Linked DNA regions of Mus musculus: region 1 is linked to region 2. The links are chromatin contacts, called in public HiChIP or PLAC-seq maps. All regions are on one chromosome and are shown on one strand. The core of a region is the stretch at or near the end of the contact, and the rest is flanking DNA. Distances in the headings are between cores, read along the strand shown. Region 1 has its middle 40 kb from the start of Zc3hc1. Region 2 overlaps Ahcyl2 (S-adenosylhomocysteine hydrolase-like 2).

What was found. HiChIP or PLAC-seq counts read pairs in DNA pulled down with a chosen protein or histone mark.
Region 1: a contact with region 2 is called in an H3K27ac HiChIP or PLAC-seq map of T-cell acute lymphoblastic leukemia, with 2.3 times the contacts expected there. The contact joins two enhancer-like sites. A contact is called at or near these places in 2 of 484 Hi-C or Micro-C datasets (bone marrow-derived macrophages and stem cell-derived neurons), 2 of 115 datasets of contacts at active chromatin or transcription factors (T-cell acute lymphoblastic leukemia and large pre-B cells) and 2 of 9 other capture datasets (liver and pancreatic islet).

What each region holds. Positions count from the first base shown.
Region 1 is chr6:30,349,581-30,353,399 of GRCm38.p6, reverse strand. No RefSeq gene overlaps it. Among named protein-coding and RNA genes, the nearest start is that of Zc3hc1, 40 kb to the left of the region's middle. Within about 2 kb of position 1,924, at least 37 of the 459 cell types and tissues checked have an H3K27ac peak or open chromatin away from gene starts, as enhancers often do. A contact at or near this core is called in T-cell acute lymphoblastic leukemia, where this site is marked.
Region 2 is chr6:29,895,574-29,899,266 of GRCm38.p6, reverse strand. Ahcyl2 (S-adenosylhomocysteine hydrolase-like 2) reads right to left here. Exons shown (of 17, transcript NM_001171000.2): 12 at 2,851-2,945. Among named protein-coding and RNA genes, the nearest start is that of Strip2, 20 kb to the left of the region's middle. Within about 2 kb of position 2,111, at least 14 of the 459 cell types and tissues checked have an H3K27ac peak or open chromatin away from gene starts, as enhancers often do. A contact at or near this core is called in T-cell acute lymphoblastic leukemia, where this site is marked.

The DNA.
Region 1 (3,819 bases), core at 675-3,174, 450 kb before region 2:
CCGAGTCTACGTATGACTTTGTACATGAAAACACTCTGCCAGTTTAAAAGTGAGATTGGCAGTAGATGCCGTCCATACCTGTAATCTCCATGTCAGGGCCAGCATGATGCTCCACGCAAGCCTGGAGACCTGAGGTCAGCATTCAGACCCCAGTATGGGTTGCAGGGCACCCTGCTCAGTCTTTGGTTTTGGGGTTTTTTTGTTTTGTTTTGTTTTGTTTTTTCTGTGATAAGCCATTCTGACTGGAAGCCTCCTGGGGAGGAAAGGGTTTATTCATCTTACATCTCCATCTCTGAGGGAGGTCAGGCAGGAAAATGAGACAGAAACGAAGCAGAGGTGAAGCAGAGGTCGGAAGGAGCCCTGGTAACTGACTTGCTCTCCCTGGCTTGCTCAGCTGTTTTTATAATACAACCCGGGCCTATCCGCCCCCGGATGGCACCATCCTCCGAGGGCTGGGCCATCCTCCGTCAGTTAGCAATCAAGAAAATATCCCCACAGACATGCCCACAGGCAAGCCCAATGCAGTCACTTCCTCGGTTGAGAGTTCTCCCAGGTGTGTCAAGTTGACAATCAAGATTAGCCACCACACTGTCACAACAAAATCAAAAGCTGAAGGAAAGACTGGGTCAAGAGGAGAAGACAGGTAGCCTGGAAAACAGAGACTGCAGGAAAATCGCCCCGAGGAATCTGAATGAGAAGCAGGCCATGGGCCAGGAAGTGGCTCAGGACATCTGAAGCCATACATAGAATGTGACAGGCAGATGACCTTTTCATTGGGATCAGGACTGTGCCCCACCTTTGGACCACTGAACCAGCAAGCCACCCAGAGAGATGGCAGCTTGTCACAGATGCCAAAACTGCCATGAATGCTACTGTAACGGGTTATCCATTCCTGGCAAGAATCTAGACAGCCTTTGGGAGATCTGATCTGTGCCCCTCCAACTACCCAAGCAGGAATTTAGTGCCATGGAGGTGATCGTGGGGACATCCTCCAGTTGTTTCAAACTCCTGACTCTCCTCAGCCTTGGAAATGCTGAGATTACAGTAAGACCCACCATGCCTCACTAGCCCCAGCCCTTTGCTGTTCTGAGGAATCCCAAATGCAACGTTCCCTGTGTTCTTGGCTAACCCAGTGATAGCCAGTCACCATGAGGCAGCTTACATCCACCTCCCTGGCTCTAACTTCAGCTCCTACTGGCTGACCTTGCAAACCCCCAAGCTACTGGGGAGTCAAAGCCACCACATCTCCACAGGCTCCAAGAAGCAGTGCTCCCTGTCTGTATGGTGATGACCCCTCCCCAGTTTAGTGCCAAGCTTGTCAGTTGCCTCAAAATTGTAGGAGCAGTTGATCTAGCTTATGATCCCTACCCAACAAGGTATGTCCAACCCATAGCCAAGGGTTTCATGTACCTCAGTATAGCTAGGAATGAGACCCAACACAGAATCATAAAATTACTTAAAATATTAAAAGATTTTTAAAATTATTTTTATTTTATGTGCATTGGTGTTTTACCTGCATGTATATCTGTGTAAGGATGTCCAATCTTGGAATTATAGACAGTTGTGAGCTGCCATGTGGGTGCTGGGATATGAACCCTGGTCCTTTGGAAGAGCAGCCAATGTTCTTAGAGGCTGAGCCATCTCTCCAGCCCTGAGATGTTTTTATTTCTTTTAATGTTGCAACTCAGTTTTCTGATTCATGAACTTTATAGGCAACATCATGTCATAATGTCAAAACATTGGGACACCTGGCTGACATTGAACTGAGACCAAGAACCTAGAGAGAACCGGGTCTCCTACCCACTCAGCCCTCCCCAGCCCATTCAGCCCTCCCTCTTTTCACAGACACCTGCCCACGCAGCCCTCCCTCCTTCCGCCCAGATCCTTCCGCCCATTTCCTTTGGCACCTGAAAGCAGTTTTTGTTCCGTGGAGCCAGGGCAGGCACATGTGCTGCCTCTAGCTCAAGAAGCTGCTGCTCATCGGTGTTCTACTATCAGCAACATCAATCTTAGTGCTTTTCCCTCGAAACAAAGTTACTGGGTGTCCTAGAGGTAAATGCAGTTTGTACCGGAACAGGATTCTGATGAGAAGTTCGTTTTGATCTTCTTCAGGGCACATGGAGAATCTGACGACTGAGTTTCTTCAGAGCATAGTGTCACATCAGGGCTCAAGGAATAAGTGAGACAAATTGAATGTGGAAAGAGGTGACTGCATGAGCAGAGCATGATGACCTTTGACCTCAGAACTCAACTGCCAGGTCGGCTATGTCCTCTGCATCCCTACACATAACCAAGCATTCAGCACATGCCTGGCCCAGAAGGGCCTCAGAAACTGTGTGCTAATTATGTGAACAAATAATATGTTTACAGTTACCTGCAAGAGTTTGGGGGTGTGGCAAAGTTCGTGGTGCAACCGTCACATTGAAGGAACTACTTTGAGGGACTGGAGGTGTAGTTGAGTGGAACACTGAATGTTGACCGTATCTACGGTACCAGGTCTGATCCCCCAACACACACACCTACACACACACAAACACACACACACACACACACATACCCCACAACCAAAACAGCAACAGTAAAATCCTACTTTGAGACCCAGTGGTACTGTTGTACATCTTTGATCCTAGTACTCAGAAGGCAGAGGCAGGTGGATCTCTGTGAGTTTAAGACCAGCCTGGTTTACAGAACGAATTCCAGGATAGCCAGAGCTATACACTGAAACCTTGTCTAAAGAAAAAAAAAAAAGGAAAAAAATGTCCTATTTTGAAAGTGCCCTGGAGCCCTGGATCCTGACAGTGTGTGGCTTTCACCTGCAACCTCAGTACTTGTGAGCCTTGAGGCAGGAGGATCATGAATTTGAATTCAGCCTGAGACTACTACATAACAGAAACTCTGGATCATATTCTGGTGGGAGAAAAACAGAAAGAAAAAAAGAGATGAGAGAGGAGGGAAGGGGAGGGGATCTGGAAGGCTGCCCCCTGCAGATAGGAAGTATCCAAGCCAAGTAGGAAGTAGAAGGCAAGACCAGCTCAGGGCTGGGAAGGAGAAATTTGGAGTAAGTTTAGGCAAAGAAATGATGAAAGCTATGTGCCCAGCAAGTGTATGGCCTAGCTTTCTTTTTGTGTGTGTGTGATTTTTTTCGAGACAGGGTTTCTCTGTATAGCCCTGGCTGTCCTGGAACTCACTTTGTAGACCAGGCTGGCCTCAAACTCAGAAATCCTCCTGCCTCTGCCTTCCGAGTGCTGGGATTAAAGTCGTATGCCACCATGCCTGGCTGGTGGCCCAGCTTTCTTAACAGGACTTTTTTTTTTTTTAAGACTTATTAATTAATTAATGTGTGTGTGTGTGTGTGTGTGTGTGTGTGTGTGTGTGTGTATGTGTGTGTGTGTGTGTGTGTGTGTGTGTGTGTGTGTGTGTGTGTGTCTGTCCTGCATAAATACCTGCCTGCTGCCTGCAGAGACCAGAAGAAGGCATTGTATACTCTGGAACATTTGAATCATGTGGATACTGGGGATTGAACCCAGGACCTCTGCAAAACCAACAAGTATTCTGTTTGTTTGTTTGTTTGTTTGTTTTTTATTTTTCGAGACAGGGTTTCTCTGTGCAGTCCTGGCTGTCCTGGAACTCACTCTGTAGACCAGGCTGGCTTCGAACTCAGAAATCCGCCTGTCTCTGCCTCCCAAGTGCTGGGATTAGAGGCATGTGCCACAACTGCCCGGCCCAACAAGTACTCTTAACCACTGAGCCACCTCTGAAGCCCATTAACAATACTTTTTTTTATAAGATTTTTTTTTTTTTGAGACAGGGTTTCTCTGT
Region 2 (3,693 bases), core at 862-3,361:
TGCAGTCATCTCAGACCAGTGCTCTGCCTCTGAGCGGCACTCCCGCCTGACCATTTTCTCTGAATACAGGGTACTCACACATCTTGCATTTCCTTTCATTCAGCCTTCCCCAATCGTCTATCCACAAAATGCCTTTCTTGGCCATTTCAATTAGAAGATGCTCTCAGCATCCTCCTCTTGCCTTTCCACTCAATATAACACAGACAATAACTGTTAACTTATTTATTATCCATTTCCCACACAAGAATATAAAGTTCACGAGCAGAAGATGTTGCTCAATGCTTTTACTTCATCTAATTAAAACTTGGTACAGAGCAGGCCAAATATTCAGCATACACTTGCTAAATAATGAATGAACATCCTGGTCCTAATTATTGGCTGAGTTTGCTGGTTTTTGTTTGTTTGTTTTTTAGTTAGGATCTTATTTATGCAGCCCTGGCTGGCCTTGAATTCCTAGCAATCTACTTTAAATTTTGTTTTACATGCTCTGTGACAGTACCATCACACATTAATTTAACTTTCAAAAGCCCTCTGAGTAGCATCTTTTCTGGACCACACCTTATGCCATGAAGAACTCAAAGAAAAGAAAGAAAAGAATGGCTCTTGGCTCCTGATATAGCAAATATGGGGGAGGGGGGCCTACCTAGAAATAATGGCAAAACCAAGTCTAGTTTCAACATGTTATCCAGGATGATCCTTTTAAAGTAAAAGCCTTCATATTAAAACTAAGCCAGATTAGAAACCCTACAATGGCCCCCTGATTCTCTCACAACAGAACTGTTTTTAGCGTGGGCTGTTAGGCCTGTCACCTCAGCCTCATCCTCCCTTCCCTGTCTTGTGCTCACCGTGCCATCTACACCAGCCTCCTTTCACCCCTCAAACAGCAGGGCTCCTTCTGCCTCAGGCCATGTGGACCAGCTACGGCTTACAATGCCCCTTACCTAGAAATCCACACGACTGACCCGACACTGGGCTCACAGTCTAAGCTACTATTTAAATAATGGCCTAGTTCTTCAGATGCCCTCTGCCATTCTCTAGTTCTCTCTTCTCTTTAGAATTTTACTTATTTATTATGTTAAGTTTTTTGTCTCACTCTCCTCATAAGCTCTATGAGGGTAGGAATTTGTTATATTCGTTGACTCCAAGCATCTAGAACTCCAGGTGGCATATAGCAACCATACAGTAATATTTGTGATTGAAGGTAAATGGTCTTGTGACCTTTATTCTGAGGAATTACTCATGTTTAGCCCATCTTTAAAGGGAAAACTAGGCCTTGGAGTCAATACACCTGAATTATTTTGTTTTGTTTTGTTTTTCTGAAACAGGGTTTCTCTGTGTAGCTCTGGCTGTCCTGAAACTCACTCTGTAGACCATGCTAGCCTTGAACTCGGAGATCTGCCCGCCTCTGCCTCCTAAGTGCTGGGATTAAAGATGAGCACCACCACACACACCGGCTCAAATACTTGAAGAATTTTGTGCTTAAATTTCATTCTGAATCAGTTGTATGACTTACCAGTGTACTTAATGTCTACGCTTCCCAGTTAAAAGTTAAGACTAACCCTCCCAGGGTAGTCAAGGGCATGGAGTGAATAAAAGTAAAGGTGCAGAAGTTAGATGGCCGCATCTGTTATTCAGAGCTTCCTGTGGTTTTGGAAAGAAAGTCTTCACGCTTTCTCTTTGACCATGTAGTAGAGGTGCCCCTTCACTCATGGTACATAACTGGAATGTAAGAGGATCCCCACCCCTGCCAAGGAACCAACTATCAACTCCATTAGTAACTGTAAGCAAACCACAGTGTCAAGACAGAGCAATGATGCCATGGTACTCAGACCCCCAGACTAGCCTTAGGCTCTGGGAGGCTATCTGGCTAGCTATTTCCTTCCTCCTTTCTGGTGCTGTGTGGTGTGGGAATTAAACCTTGGGCCTAGTGTGGGGGGCAAACACTCTAACATGGAGCTGCATCCCCAGCCAAATACTTCTAATAACAAAAGAATAGAACAACAGGGTTAAAAAGAGAAACCACATAAACTAAATATCGTCCAACGGCTCTCGGCAGCAGCTGGTCCTTACCTGAAATGCTGAAGCTCAGTCACAGCAGCCCTCAGTGAGATGAAAGCCTGCTGTGGTTGAGCCAGTTACCCACAGAGAAAGACAGGCATGCCAGAAAATGCCATAAAAACTTAAAGCCAGAGTCAAAGTCATACTGAGAGATACTTTGGTAAGTCTAAAAAGAAATAAATACACCTCTATTAACTGCTACTTGGATAACTTATTAGAGGTTTGGTTGGATATAATCAGAAGATAGAACTACAGCAATAAACTTCCCAGGTTTAGGAATATATGCTGTTACACAGTGGCTCTGAACTGAAGGTGGTACCTATAACCTAGTTACAGTGATTTGAGAGAGATGTTAAGGGGAGACCTAGGCCAGTGAAAAAGGGAGAGAAAAGAAACTGCAGTGGTTGATAGGCACAGCCATTCTAAGGCAATGTACTTCTCCTAGCCCACAGATCTCTCCTTTGAGTGTTTCCACGGACCAGACTACGTGTCTTTATGTAAAGCTAAACATCCCCATATACTGAGTCCACTGTGACACAGTCTGAGTAGGTACCAAGCCTGGGTGTAAGGAGGTAATCATTTGAAATGGTTGCGATGAAAAAGCTTTATTTTGCCCCTAAGCACAGGCCCTAGGGCTGGAAAGTGAACAGACATGGACTATTCCAGAGCACTCATGACTCCTGTTCAGACTAGCTGATGCCCCTGCCTTTTCTTCTTCCAGTTTGTTACTTGGGAAGGAGAGAATGAAGGAGAAACAAGAAAGGTCCCATCAGTGGTCAGTGAGGATCTTACCACATCAATCTCGGTGTTGGAATGGCCCATGTTACAAACGATGCAGCTATTCTTCATACGGTCCAAGTGCTCTCTGGTTACCACATTCTTGTTCCCTTAAAAACAGAAGAGATAAACACATGAAAAGGAAAGACGTTAGACCCCCTACCTCATAAAAACACACACAATATATAGTATATATATATAATATATATAGTAATATTATAATATATAATAAAATATATAAAATCAATTTTATATGGATCATATTCCTTTTTTTAGGTAGGTTGTATTCTTGCTTTCATTACAAATGGTGTTAAATAATAAGAACATACTAGGCAAATTCCTAATAGCTTTCCAGATAAACTACAAGTAGTTTTTATTCCCTCAACTCTGTATGTAAAATGGTCAACCAATGTCTACAACATGAATGGATCATATTCTTAAGAGCAAGAACTAGAAAAACCTCTTAGTTTTTAACAGAAATGTTAGAGGAACATGAAAGTGAATCCTTGTGGCCTCAGGTTCTGCAACAGTCTACAACGATACAGCACTTTAAATATAAACAACAGAAGAAAAACAGAGACTGACTACATCAACAAACATACAAGTCCTTGCTGTAAATGACCCCACTAAGGAAGTGTTTAAAAGACAACTTAGTGAATGGAACAAAATCTTTGTAAATCAAATGGGATGTCTACTAGAAATGTATTGGGAACTCTTACAACTCACAATAAAGACAAATAATCTGATTTAAAAAAATGAACACAGGGTCTGAAAGGATGTTTCTCTAGAGAAGATATCAATAGCCAAAAAGCATAGGAAAGAATGGAGACTATTACTAGCCTTCTAAATCATACACTG